4 separate regions of the Mus musculus genome follow, and all the other regions are linked to region 4. Evidence: chromatin contacts called from public HiChIP or PLAC-seq and promoter capture Hi-C data. All regions are on one chromosome and are shown on one strand. Each heading gives the region's core, a stretch centred on a gene start, on an enhancer-like site or on the middle of the called end of the contact. The rest is flanking DNA. Distances are from core to core; before and after follow the strand shown.

Evidence for each region. Promoter capture Hi-C pulls out the DNA fragments that hold promoters and counts their contacts. HiChIP or PLAC-seq counts read pairs in DNA pulled down with a chosen protein or histone mark.
Region 1: an H3K4me3 HiChIP or PLAC-seq map of neural tube shows a contact between it and region 4, with 4 times the contacts expected there. The contact joins the enhancer-like site here to the promoter of Galnt14 in region 4. A contact is called at or near these places in 17 of 39 promoter capture datasets (the 3T3-L1 cell line, 3T3-L1-derived adipocytes, the C10 cell line and 10 more), 1 of 15 datasets of contacts at CTCF or cohesin (the NIH/3T3 cell line), 2 of 484 Hi-C or Micro-C datasets (embryonic fibroblasts and nephron progenitors), 10 of 115 datasets of contacts at active chromatin or transcription factors (craniofacial prominence, embryonic basal ganglia, embryonic forebrain and 6 more) and 2 of 9 other capture datasets (adipose tissue and liver).
Region 2: a promoter capture Hi-C map of stem cell-derived epiblast-like cells shows a contact between it and region 4, with 6 times the contacts expected there. The contact joins the promoter of E330032C10Rik here to the promoter of Galnt14 in region 4. A contact is called at or near these places in 14 of 39 promoter capture datasets (the C10 cell line, cranial neural crest, embryonic stem cells and 7 more).
Region 3: a promoter capture Hi-C map of pre-B cells shows a contact between it and region 4. The contact joins the enhancer-like site here to the promoter of Galnt14 in region 4. A contact is called at or near these places in 14 of 39 promoter capture datasets (the 3T3-L1 cell line, 3T3-L1-derived adipocytes, the C10 cell line and 9 more), 1 of 15 datasets of contacts at CTCF or cohesin (large pre-B cells), 7 of 115 datasets of contacts at active chromatin or transcription factors (embryonic basal ganglia, embryonic forebrain, embryonic hindbrain and 4 more) and 1 of 9 other capture datasets (liver).

What each region holds. Positions count from the first base shown.
Region 1 is chr17:73,324,204-73,327,515 of GRCm38.p6, forward strand. Capn13 (calpain 13) reads right to left here. Exons shown (of 23, transcript NM_001033444.2): 16 at 2,272-2,329; 17 at 2,121-2,179; 18 at 566-634. Among named protein-coding and RNA genes, the nearest start is that of Capn13, 73 kb to the right of the region's middle. Within about 2 kb of position 1,423, at least 19 of the 459 cell types and tissues checked have an H3K27ac peak or open chromatin away from gene starts, as enhancers often do. A contact at or near this core is called in neural tube, where this site is marked.
Region 2 is chr17:73,249,595-73,252,917 of GRCm38.p6, forward strand. E330032C10Rik (RIKEN cDNA E330032C10 gene) reads left to right here and starts at 1,392. Exons shown (of 4, transcript NR_167655.1): 1 at 1,392-3,108; 2 at 3,275-3,323.
Region 3 is chr17:73,359,488-73,362,750 of GRCm38.p6, forward strand. Capn13 (calpain 13) reads right to left here. Exons shown (of 23, transcript NM_001033444.2): 5 at 908-1,044. Among named protein-coding and RNA genes, the nearest start is that of Capn13, 38 kb to the right of the region's middle. Within about 2 kb of position 1,559, at least 36 of the 459 cell types and tissues checked have an H3K27ac peak or open chromatin away from gene starts, as enhancers often do. A contact at or near this core is called in pre-B cells, where this site is marked.
Region 4 is chr17:73,709,135-73,712,685 of GRCm38.p6, forward strand. Galnt14 (polypeptide N-acetylgalactosaminyltransferase 14) reads right to left here and starts at 1,317. Exons shown (of 15, transcript NM_027864.2): 1 at 797-1,317. The coding sequence starts at 925.

The sequences.
Region 1 (3,312 bases), core at 173-2,672, 380 kb before region 4:
CAATGACCAGGCTTGGGGCATGCAGATGGGAGAGGGAGAGGGGGGCAGAGGAACAAAGGCTTGGCATTTATAGGGGACAGCGAGGCATCTTAGAGTTGTGTTTCAGAGGAAGTAGAATGAGTACAAATGGCCTCTTCTAGACTTAAAAATAGAGTCTTAACTCAGGAGGTCTGTGCGCTGCTTTGAGGTGTTAGACTTTGTCCTGAGGACAATGAAGGCCATACCCAGGCCATAAGCCAACTGGGTTTGTTTTGGTAGATCCTCCCAGAGAAGCATCGATATAGAAAGACATGGGTTCAGACTAATGAGTGTTTCCATCTATAGCATGGCAGTTCTAGACACCGTCCAAAGTAACCTCTTTCCCCAGCTTCATAGAACATTCTTGGTCCCGCCACTCCGGTACTTCAGGCCCGGTGGTCTGTATGTCTCTCTAAGCCAAATATGAGGTGACTTTGAGGATGGGGTGACATTTCCCATCCTTTCATACCCCAGTGTGGGACACCGAATAAACACTTGCTCACCCGGGTTAAATAAGTTAGTCATGCCACAGACAATGTGACCATACCTGGCAGTGGATAAGGCGACTTCGGAGTCTTGCAAACTCTTCCTGATCTAGCCGCCCATTCACTTTCAGCTGGAGGGGGTGTTAAGGGCTAAGCTCTCCAGGGTGGCAGTGGGGAAGGGGAGCTGTTTGTCCTGCTAATGAAGCCAGAGCCACTCCATCCTTCAGCTAGTAACCCAGCGCCACGCTGGCCCCTTGCCAGCTGGCTCCCACTCTATCTGAAGGTGACCTGGTTTAGATTTGTTTTCCAAAATAAAATGTATTGTTAGAAGGAAAGATCTCTGAGAGCGAGGCATCAATTTCAGTTATATCTAGCAGAAGAGATAGAGAGAGGGGCCCCAACCACCATTTGGCTGGGCTCCCTGGCAGGAGTGGGGAGGAGGAATATGCAAATACAGAAATAGTGTGGATAGGTAAATGTGGCATCCCTGGGCCCTGTGTCGCTGGATTGCTTCCTGTTTATAAATGCTTCCCGGCCACCCCTTTTGACAGGCAACTAATGCAGGGAAAAAATAATTGAACTCTGAGAGCTACCATACTACCCTAGCCCTGGACCCCAGGGGAGGCTCTATTTGCAGTCTCTCAGTACAATGCACAGGTCTTTTCTACCCCTTTCTCCTCCTCCCGCAGTTGGGTGCCCGGCCACAGGGCTGCAAGGGCCATTTGGATTCTTCTGTGTGTCTCCAGTGACTCCAGACCACAGCCAGCCGAGACAGGGCTGATTTATGATTCCATCAAGAAGCCTTCTTGTTCGACAATGGCTGGCTTCGAATTCACAATCGAGCCTTGTTAACCATGTGAAAGGGGGGTGATCTGTCTCTCTCTGGAGACAGCTACAGCCTGGGGAGGAGCTGCCAGGTTTGGGATCCCTCCTACATGGCCAGTGTTTCTCCTGTCTGGGGAGGGGGGTCAGTACAGGAGGAAGGGTTCTTGGAGAGGGTGTTGGGACGAGAATAAACACAGTTAAAGTTTGGTTCTTGGTCCTGTGCTCCTCACGGCCATGAAGCTAGACCAAGATCATTGTCTACAGGGACAAAACAGCCACGTGAGCCATAAAGAGTTCCACTACTGTGCTCTGCAGAACAAGAAGGTTTGTGAGGTTTGGATACTTATCTTTTTCAATTAGGAGCCTTTTGAGTAAGGAATCCAAGCAGTGAAGCCTGCTCCAGTGTTGGAGGAAAGGGCGAAGGGAAAATAGCTCTGACTGCAGAAGGTAGCATCGGCTGAGGTTCGAACACGGGACTTGGATGCTTCAACGTCTATTTCAAATCCATGCATAACCTCCAACCAGCTGTGTTAGATAGGTGAACATAGTTAACCTCTGCGGCCCCTGTGTCTTCTGTTGTTCAGCGGGATAATAGCTGTTGCATCTCAAGGGCTGTTGCAAGCATTACAAATGCACTTCCTTGTGATACCCAGTCAGTAGTGACTACTGCTATGGCTGTGATGATAAGCTAGGTTCAGAGGGAGCTGGTATGTAATTAGAATCCCAGGCAAGCCCACAGGGGGAGGTGGGTTCCTCGGGCTGCAGGAGGAGGGGATTGATTGCAAAGGATACATCCATCAGGGCCATGATGCTTTGGCACTGGTCCAAGGAGAAAGTGTCCCCTGGAGGCCCTGAGGAAGAAGACTGACATGTCACTGAGGGAGGACACATGGGGATAAGGGGCGGGGGGCGCGGCGGGCAGCAGGCCTTCGAGCTGATGTACCTGTTAGGAACTCCTGATTGAGAAGGCTCTGAAGTTGGGTGGCATCAATGTCCAGCCCCTGGTTCAAAACGCAGGAGAAAAATGGGTTGTGAGATGGGAGTCAGTAACCAAGGAACACATCTCCAAAAGTCTGTAACAGCTCTCTGACTTCTGAGCCCTTCCTTTCCATAGCACGTCTACCTGTTCTTTGTCCTGGGCCTGCCCTGGGTTCTGGCTATGTTGATAACTCCCTCCTTGAATATCCATCATAATGGTTGATCCTGACACTGGGATGCTGGCGTGAGCTCCTCATACTGTCTCCCTCCATTTATTATGGGACAAGTGTTTCTTGTTCCCTTTATCTTTATGGCTGACACTGAGGGTCCCCATCAGGAGGACCATAGCAGGATGACCAGTGCAGCCCTTTAGGTGTATTCTCCACTTTCAGAAAGACCATGAGATGTGTGATGACTTTGTATACGTATGTGTGTGACAACTGGAGCTAACCGTACTCAAAATCTAGGCTACTAGAAGCTGCTGTCGGGGAAGATAATACTTAGTCTTTCAGGTACTGAGGGAAAAAGGAGGGTGTCATAACTTCCCTTAGATTAAAAACAGAACTACAGTTATGGATAAAGAGGACATTTTCTAGGTCTGCTCTTGGGGTGGGGTCATGCTCTTAACCCTTTCCAGCAGACAGGCACTGGGCAGCCTGGTGGGTAGTGCCTTTGATGACAGCTTTATAGAGAAGTATGGCTGTTGTGCTTCAGGGAGCTGGTGCTGGAGTTAGGTCTCTCAGTGGTGGAGTTGTAGAGCGGCAGTCCATGTCTCAGAAAGTGCTTCCTAGCGGCCTTCTGAGAGCTGCTCCTCACAGAAGACAGCCTTCACAGCCTCCACACACTGTCCCTTCTCCTCCTAACATTGACAGCACCACCTTGCTCCAAAAGCAAGAGAGCAGCCTCATATCCTGTCTTTGCAAAGCCCCACAGAGAGAAGCATAAACTCTAAGCTGTTTGTGTCTGATGCTGGTCCTCTGGCCATTTTTCTAACCTTATAGTTTGG
Region 2 (3,323 bases), core at 142-2,641, 460 kb before region 4:
GCACCTGGTTCACTGTAACACTTTAATACTCACAGCCATGCCCCATCCTAATGGCTCAGGTGGATAGTCTGGACCCCAGGGGTTTTCAAGCTCTGCAGCAGACTCTAATTAGGATCCAGTCTGCTGCTGTTAACCATCAGAATTGAAACTTGGGCCTCTGGCTCCTTGTGTATAAAGTGAGCATTTGGCCTTGGAGGTTCTAGAAGCAATAGGTAATGTGCAAGTTGACTTTACTTGTGAATAGTTTGAGCTTTACTAGATGTGGGGCGTAGGCATACAACAGGAGGAAGCTGGCATGCTGAGGTCTTGGCCCTTCGCACCCTTATGTTCACTCCGTTCAGAAACAGAAACAAACAAGCACAAACCCAAAAGAACAAAAAACCCCAAACCACTGACTATGGTGTGCCACCTTCCAGGGTATAAAGCTAGCTGGACAGAGGTGGAGACAGTAAATCAGGGGTAGAACCCAGTGCCAAGGCTTGACAAACCCTGATGCCAAAGCTTGTGTGTAGGCAGGGCTGATGGCCCTGTGTCCCCAGCCGCTGAGCACAAGCCATCAACTCAGACACCACAAGGCGGCTATCTCCTCACTGCCCAGAGTATCGTGGACAGCACCATTTCCAGAAAACACCCTCAAGCGACAGATGAGCATTCGAGTCTCCTGTGGCCAGTCATGGCTCTCTTTACTGACAACCAGGGCATTGATGCATCTTTCACTGACATTTTGTCCCAGGGGTTGGCCGGAGAGAGAATCTATTTTTCGTCTCCTTCATTCTGCAAGACTGAAATTACCACAGGAAGTGCCTTTCCTGAGCAGTCATTGTCAGGGACTGGAGGGTAGACTCGGTCCCCCTGGTCAGCTCCTATTGGGTACAGGTGATGAGCCAGGGATAGCAGTGGGCGATTGCTGATGGTTATGGTGCTTTTAATATGTTTGGCCCAGGGAATGACACTGTTAGGAGGTGTCGCTTTGTTGGAGAAAGAGTGTCACTGTGGGGGTGGGCTTTGAGAGAACTTTCTCCTAGCTTCCTGGAAGTCAGTCTTCTGTTATCTGCCTTCAGATGAAGATGTAGAACTCTCAGTTCCTCTTCAACCATGCCTGCCTGGATGCTGTCATGTTGCTGCCTTGAAGTCTCTTCACAGCAGTGGAAACCCTAACTAAGACCATGGTGAACAGAGGCAAATGAGGGGTTGGCTCTGCTGCCAGGAGACAGCACTGACTAACCCCCCAACCAGGCTTTGAGGAAACACAAGCTCATTGTGAATAGGAAAGGAGCTTGAAAAGAGCTGAGAAGGCCCTCCCTCTGGCCCCTCCCCTGCCTGGAGATGACTTCATTCTTTCCCAGGTTGTCTAAGCCCCCTCTATCAGCCACCTGGGGGAAGCCTCCTGAGGGCTTACTTAGCAGAGCCACCAGGATGAAGAGGCTGCTGTGGAAACTGGCCGAAGACCAAGGACAGGCTGTGTGGGAGGAAACTTGGGTAATCATCAGGATATTGGGTTCTGTGTGGTGATTATCTTCTCAAAGTTTTAATAGTATTTCAACAAAGACTGTCCGTTTCCCTTTTCCACTGAGCCTCGTGGTTTATAAAATGTCTGTGGGGGCTGCTATGGGAGACCTGGGAAAGCCTCATCTGGAATTGAGAGCCTAAGCTCCTCTGTACTATATGGCCATCACTTGGGATGTTTAGAAAACAGAGTCTACCCCACCCAGGCTCCGCCCAGGTTCCCCCAGGCTCCGCCCACGCCCTGCCCACACTCCACATAATTCTTACTCATCAGGTGGGAGAATAGAGGAGTGTTTCCCCAGCTTGTGGCTGGCTGGCCTTTGAGAAGTCCTGCGGGGCCGTGGCTCCTCTGCTCCAGGCCTGTCCTGGGTGCAGCCCTGCAGTATCACAAGACCCGAGGGCAGAGACTGGATCTGATTTCTCTGTGAGATAGGATAGTGCCCTAGACACACCATCCCCTCTACCTCATTCAGGCTAAAAATAAAAAACAAAAGACAAAGGAACAAACCAGCCCCCATATAAGATCTTGTTTTATCATTAGCTTCTCATGCCAGGGGCTAAGATACCTCTGGACTGACCAACACAAACCAGTTCTTTCTAACCACAGTGGGATGGATGCAGGAGAGCAGCTATGTCTCCTGGTTGAAAGGAATCTGCTGTCCCCTGATCTCTGGGGACAGCTTGACAATGACACTTTTATTACAGCCCCATTCAAAGCAGATTAGCTATTTTACATGCCTGATGCCTTAAAAAGATGTATAAACGAGTCAAATTCATTTTCGATAGCCTCATTTTTCTGATGTGTGAAGAGCGTTGCCTGCCCGTGTGTTCCGGGAAGTCCTCCTGTGTTTACTGGTGTGTCAGGTCAGGGATGAGCCTGCTTTCCCGGCACTGAGCCAAGCCTGAGATGGGAACAGGCTCTTGAGGCCACATGGGGCTCTGTGGGGGCGAGGCAATTGATGGAGACCTCCTCATCTGCTAGCAGCTTCTAGAGGAGAAGGATGTGGGGGTGGAGAAGTGCAGCTCTGTCTTCAAAAACCACTAGCAAAAATACTCTATAAAAGAAAATAAAAACATAGAATAGTCTTTTTTTTTTTTTTCATGGTCAGAGACCTGTTTATACTATCTAAAAAGTTGTTCAGGACCTCAAATAGTTACAGATTACGTGCGATCAGTACCTACTGCAACAAATGTTTTAAGTACTTATATAATCTCTATTATGTGTTAATATAAATATTCCATTTTGTGGAGATAGCTATTTTCTGAAGCAAACAAAAGCTGAGTATGGGACATAGAACAGTTTTACTCTGTGTGTGTATGTGTGTGTGTGTGTGTGTGTGTGTTACTAGAAGAGGAATTCCGCCATCTGTTGATTATCTCATGTGAGATACCTCTAGAAAACTCTACCAGATATTTATGAGAGAACAGGAGCAAACATTGTCCTAGTGTTTTCTCAGACAGCACCTGGCCAGATGGCAGGACACACGGGGGAACCACTGTTGGGCTGAGAGCCTCCCTGATAGGGACCAAAAGGAATCTCTAAAGGAGCAATGCGGCTCAGCACACGGACCAGGAAGCAGAGAGAAGGTCAGAACAGAAAAGGTAAGATGCAGGCTCGAAAGATGCACCAGCGACCTACTTCCTCCAGCCAGGTCGAGCGTGTGTCTTGCTTGCCAGAAGTCTGTTCCGATTTTGAGCCCATCACGGGCTAAGTTTATTCTTTATGTCAGAGCCAGAATAACATTCCTCTCTGGGAACCCTCTCACAGACTTACTAAGTGTGTTCTCAGTCCCACCACGAGGACAAGATGAGCTACA
Region 3 (3,263 bases), core at 309-2,808, 350 kb before region 4:
CTGTAGAGTCCTACCTGTGCTTTCATCCCCACTCTAATGTCAATCACTCTTTCAGCAACCTCAGCTTGTCTCTCTGTGAGCCAGGGAGTCAGGATCACTTCCCCCATCAGGCTACGAGCAGGATTATAGTCAGTCCTTTGACTCTGAAACATTTGTACCCACTATTAAATCAACCATGAATTGAAAATGTTGGAAACCAATTTCATCAGTACGGAGCATGAAACAAAGATCCCTTGTCATCATTTCCTAAACAATATAGTATTACAACTTTTTGCATAGGGTTTACATCATGTTAGATATTATATATAATATATATGTAGATGATTTAGGGCATATAGGATTATATAGTTTATATGCAAATACTATTCTATTTTATGGAAGGATGTTGAGCATTGCGGTTTCTAATACCCATGGGAGGATGCTGGAACCATTCTAGTTCAAATGCCATATTTCATCTGGATTCTTATATCTGTCTATCATCTATGTTACATGAGCTTGGGGCTACCGATTCCACACCTAACTCTGTGTCTGTGTGTCCCTCCTCACAGCCTCAGGACCAAACCTTGCATTTGGCAATCACTTACGAAATTGTTTCGCTTTGTAACAAAAGCTTTAATGCTCAAATGGACATTGTTTATTTATTTGTTTTGATACAAGGTTTCACTAGGTAGCCATGGCTGGCCTGGGTATCACTTTGTAGACCAAGTTGGCTTCAAAGATATGCCCCATTCAGTTTCCCAATGCTGGGATCAAAGGTGTGGGCCACCCCCCTCCACCTTCAGGACATTAATTGCATTGATAAAAGATATTCAAGCTGCAGGGCCAGGGGGCAGGAAGCATCTGTAAGGGCAAGACACAGGGCAGGTGAGCCAACATTGAAACAGGGCAGACACTTGCCCACACTTACTTGGCATAGGCTTTCTCCATCAGGCAGGGCCAAAATTCCTTGTTGCCTCCTCGAGGATGCACAAAAAGGAAGTTATCGCCTATGACGGGCAATTGGTCATCTATCACTACTTCCACCCACTGGCCACACTGCCAGAACTGGAAGAAAGACGAGGATATGTGTGAGGTCCCTGAGCTCCTGTGTCTCAGCATTGCCCTGCCCCTGGGATATCTTCCCCCCTCAGACACAGGAGCTCAGTAAGGGGCTTCTGCATCTTTCCGACCAAGGCCAAAATATTGTTGGAACACAGCTTCTATCACCCAGCAACAAACTCCATCCAGAGCAAAACCCAGCCCAAAGGGCATATGTATGTCATCTCCAAGGGCAAAAGGAAAAACTAGTGTGGTACAAATCAAGAAAGAAAAGGGCAAGCAGCTCAGGGAAATCCAGGCAGGGAAGAAGGATGCGTGGGGTGTACTTTGCAATTAACTGTAGCTTTATTTTGACATATCCTTTGTGAGCTTCAAACAGACACAGGAGACTCCAGATCTTTTTTTGCACACACAGGGCAGCAGGGGGAACATATGTTAAATAACAAGAGGAGTGGCAGGTACAGGGCTGTGACAAGGCAGGACAGCTGACCCAGAGCTCAGGGCTCTGGGAAGGAAGCATGACAGGCATATTGCAAATGCACCTCAAATAATGAAGACAGAATGGGCGGAAGGCCTGGAGGCAGAACTCTGTGGCTGGCTCAGGAGGACTGAACAGTGACAGCCTAACTCTGACCTTTCTGTCCTCGTGTCACACTGGCCTTGCTATTGTAAGAGAGAAGTGAAAGTGCCCAGCGCTCTTACTGCTAAGAGCATAAATGTGCCAGATGTTCCTCTCCAAAGCAGACCACTTTCATCTTTAGTATTCAACTCTAAGCGGTTCACCCGGGGACATCAGCAAATGAGGAACATTCATTACAAAGCCAGCCTTCTAAGTGTCTTTGTTGGTTTCCATTGGACTGGATGGAGCATCAGGACTTGCAGTGTAGGGCTGAATTGGATGAGGGTATGTCTCTCCCAGGGGAGCTTGCTAAAGTGGGTGGATGTGAGTGTTCACCCACACCACCCTTTGCAAAGCTGGATGACTCAGGATGGTCGTACACACCGGAGGACACGATAACAGAGCAGGGATGGAGACAGAGACTGAGATGTCAGTGGAAACAAGGAAAAGATGTTTTCATGGTCTTTAACAAGCCAGGGTACTACAACTGGCTGTGATACAACTGGATGAATGGTCCTCCTGAAGCAACCAGTAAGCTGTGTTGGAATAAAGTTCGGAAAATAGGGATGCTATTGAGGGTCATTAAGGAAAGTTAATTATAGTCCCAAAGGGTACTCAAGAAGGCCATTCATTCAACTTTGGACTACTTGTGTATAGATAGAGTGGATACTGTCCAGTTGGTAGAATGGTGCCTGGTGTTTGGTTTTTGCCTCTTATTATTTAATAACAGTTACTAGGCAACACACTTACTTTATCTTGAGTCAGTTCCCATTTGTCAAATGGTAAGATAAAAGAATTACCTAGAAGGCTAAGGTTGAGATCAAATGAGACTGAGAGGGACAGTGTGATTCTGAGGAACTGTGACTTATCAACTTTTATGACTGTTCTGTTTAGCACCCAGAAAGGCGTCATGATAAACAAACAAGGGTGCTCTGGGACAAGGGGGCCGGTTTTGGCCAGTTTTATCTTAGGAATCATGATCATCTCATTCTTCTCTCATTACTAGGACTGATCAAACATGCTTTTTCTATGCAAGAACACCGGATAGAATGACTGTTGCCAGGTGTGTGTGTGTGTGTGTGTGTGTGTGTGTGTGTGTATTTTATAAAGTATTGATATATGTGCATAAATAATATTCAATATAGACAAAAAAGTAAGCTGACTGATGGTCAGGAATGTAGCCATGGCCTGTGTTTCCTGGGTGAAGAAGATAGACATATGGATAGTACTTAAACCCTTCAAAAACCATGCAGGTGTGCTTGACATGGAAAGAATTTTTCTGGGCAAAGCATCCTAGGTGCATGGGCACTGTGTGTTTTCTAGAAGTGGAGTCTAAGTTCACAGTATTAAGAAGAGACCTACAGAGGTCCGTAGATACTAGGGAGCTTTTACTACATTGTGTGTGTGTGTGTGTGTGTGTGTGTGTGTGTGTGTGTGTGTGTGTGTGTGTAGCACAGTATGTATGTGGAGGTCAGAGGACATCTTGTTGGAGACAGCTTTCCCCTTTCACTCTGTGGGTCTTGGGGGACTAAACACCGGCCACCAGACTTATGATAAGTGTAGAGGCAGAGTCATCATACCAACCAAAGTTCCTGGGGTAATTTTC
Region 4 (3,551 bases), core at 67-2,566:
CCCAGAAGCCTCGCTCTGTTTCCCCTGGTCAAGGCTGTGGAAAAGAAAGACAGGGGCTCTGAATCTCAAGAGAGAGCCAGTAGGGGGAACCTTCCACTCCTCTGGGCTGCACCGACTGGACAAGAGTTGGGAAAGCCACTTGGATTCCCATTTCCACAACTCCCTGCCAGTAGGAAGGTTTCTGTTCTTATGGGCTCCTCCGTGCTGTCCTGAGCGCATTCAACTTCCAACGCAGCAAATGAACTGGGGAACAGTTCACAGAGCCGGTGGCACCAGGCCAGGCCAGGTGGGTAGGGAAGGCTGGGAGGCCTCCAGGGGGGTCGCTAGTGCTGTTCACGTGCGCACAGCACCCGGGTCATCGTCTCCTCCTCTGGGGCCTGGCAGCAAAGGGAAGGAGTCCGCAAATCCACCAGACTTCTCATGGGTGCCAGCATCGCTCACCCAGCAACCTCCAGTGACCCTCCAGCGGCACCCACCGACCGCCAGTCCCAAAGTAGCTAGTCCGCAGCGCCCCCTTGGCCACCGGACTGCTAGTTAAGTTGGGAGCCCGGCTCTGTCTGCGAGCGCGCGCCCACCACCCACGCCCACTGCCACTTACACACGCCAAAGATATGGAGACGCCCCAAGCTTCTTAAATTCCACAAGCACCTCCCCATGGCCGCATCCCGCGCCTGTTCCCCATCGCAGCACCTCGACACCCCTGCATTTGAACCCTCAATCCCAGTGCGTGGACCACGCACCCTTCCACCTGCCAGTGCCCGGTGCCCTGTGCCCTGTGCGCCACGAAACGGCATACCTTGGGGGTCTGCACTTCGGGTCCCAGCGGCACCTCCAACTTCCTCTTGGTGACCCAGAAGAACAGCAGTACGGTGATCCAGAGCACCCCAAAGATGGGCAGCGCCAAGCGGCGAGTCAGCCGCCGCATGGTCCCCTCTGCCTGCTTCTCTTGGTGGCGACGCGTCCCTGGGGCACCCCCCGGCGGTCAGGGGTGGCGGGGCACGAGTCTGCCGAGCGCCTCGCTCTAGGAGAAACGCTGCTCCTGGGATCCCGATGTTGGATGGCGGGATCCTGCCCCGCCCGCTTCGGAGAGAAGCCACAGCCGGGAACGGAGCGGCGAGGGGCGCCGGAGACTAGAGACGCGGCCGGGCAGGGACGAGGGGCAGCTCAGCCCGGCGCCCGCTCCAAACGGAGAGCCGCGGCGGCCGCTGCGATGCTGCTGTGCGCCGCGGCTGCCTTTGCCCGCTGCTGCCGCGAGGGAAACTGACTCGAGCAGCCGGGAAGGTGGAATCCGAGGCTGTGCCCGGCACCCCCGGAGGAGCACGAGGAGGAGGGAGCGCGGAGGGAGGGCGGGCCCGACAGACAGACTGACTCCGAGGGAGAGCGGGGCGGGAGCGAACCGGGCTCTGAGCGGGGGCGCTACCGCCTCCCGCCGACCGTGGAGCACCCTGCGGTTGAGGGACCTTGGATGCAGCTCTGGGACCATCCTGGGCTAGGGTTGTGCTGGGAGGGGTTGGGCGGGGACCGGTTATAGGATACTGACTTGTATCAAGCAAGCTGATACTTAAGGACTAGCCCGCGCCAGGTGAGGCACTACCGGGGAGGAGTTTCTGTTTGCTGCGGGGCTCTGCACATGGTGCTCACAGGAGGGTTCGCTAGCCGGGAGCCATCACTGGGATAGTAGGGTTGGTTGACCCAGATGTTGTCTCAAGTTCAGACTTGACCATTTCAGGGCCAAGGTCGAGTTCAGCCATCTCCCCAGGGTATTCTTTGCCTTTGAGCAGGTAGGTGCCTGGCAACTTTCTCTTAATGGAAAACTGAGCTGGTCTAAATTTAACTCGAAAGATGTCCTTTTAAAAATTAAGGCAAAAGTAAATCCCTGAGGATTTTTTTTTTCTCCTTGTAAAAATAAGCCCTTTTTCTGGGGCTTGCCAGAAAAAAAGGGTCTAATGTTAGCACAACCACCGGAAGTTTTGTGAAAGGTGGCCCTGGGGTGTGTGGGAGTAGCTCCCCAAATCCCTTTCCCAGTTGCCTTTAAGGAATACATCTTCCAGCTACAGACTAAAGTCACTTGGATTTAGAGACAGGAACAGTTCTGACTCCAGTTTCCATACAGGCCTCAGGTGGGCTGGATGAATTTCTAACCATATCTCTAGAATAGGGAGGTGTGGTTTCTAGCCTAGCCTACCCAACCAACAGGGCAAATCACAGCGTCAGCCTCTCCCTTCCTTAAGTCTTAAGACTGTGCCTCATCTTCAGATGTGAATGCTGCGTTACCTCAGAGTTCAGAGAGAAAAGGTGGAAGTTTTTGCGAAGTCTGCAGAGCCCTGGCCACTGGAGTCCTTGTTTTAGTTACAGGGATGCTCCAAGTTTCTCCAAGTGAGAATGACACCGAGTGGCCCAGCGGCATGCTCCCTGCTGTCTTCACTCACAGACTGGAGCTTAGTATAGGGGTAGCACCCACACTCGACTGCAGGTGAGAAAGGTACCAGTCAGTTCTCCAGAATTCCTCCTCCAGTGCCATGGAGCCCTCCAGACACTTGCTCAGAAACAGAGGTGTCCCCCACCCCCCAACAGCTCCGGTGTTTGATACCTTGTCTTTCGGCCATAAGGCAAAGGCTCTGGAGCGGAGATGTAGGTAAGAAATTTGAGGTTGGAAATCAATCAGCCAGAAAAGGCTTGTCAGCCCCCAGAGCCCTGCTGGCATCTCACACTTGTCTCTATTGGACCCGTAGCCTCTGAAAGGTTGGGTCCACTCTCTCCAGATGTTGTTTAAGCAGGCAAAGGCCTCGGTGAATAACTGTCCAAGGAGCATTGGCGAGTGGCAAGAGCACCTACTCCCGCAGCTTTCTGAGCTCTCTGGATCTCTTCCAAGAGCCTCACCCTAGAGTCCCAGTCCTGGGCCTGCAAAGTGTTCTGTGTCAGCTCTGCCGAGAACCTCCCGAGCAAGCTGTAGACTCGCTGATGAGCGCCAGGCAGGAGCTGCAGCAGCGGAGTCCATTGCTCAGCGCTTTGTGGGGCTGTTTCTGAGTAACAGATGGCAGACAGTTACACAACACCACCGCCAAGCTCCTGAGATGGTGCAGCCTCACACGCCTGCTTCACTCAGACTGGCATACGGGGAAACCAAGGCCCTGGGGTGAAACAGCTCCGCGGGAGAGTACGTAACACTGGGAAGAACAAAGATATTCTTCTAAAGCTCTTGCTCTTGAATCACTATTTTGTCCTCCTCTCACATGGGGAAGAGTCCCTGGGCCTTGAAAGATTTCTAAAGGCTCCGATTTTGCTAAGTGCAATTAACCGACCCAACTATAGAATATGTTGGTCTAGGCTTTTAGGCCAGTAAGTGCCATTACAAATGGGAGGACACTACAGGTGAGTCTTCTAAGTTTTGGAAGCCAGAAAAAAAATCTCCAGGCAGGTCCCAGCATGGTAGGTCTCACTCCAGTGTATCTTAGAGTTCTCCAAGCTTGGGCAGATAGTCAAAGTTCTTTTAATAACGGAGTTAGGGGCATGGCAATGACTCAGTCTGTACAGTGGTTGCTTTGCAAGCA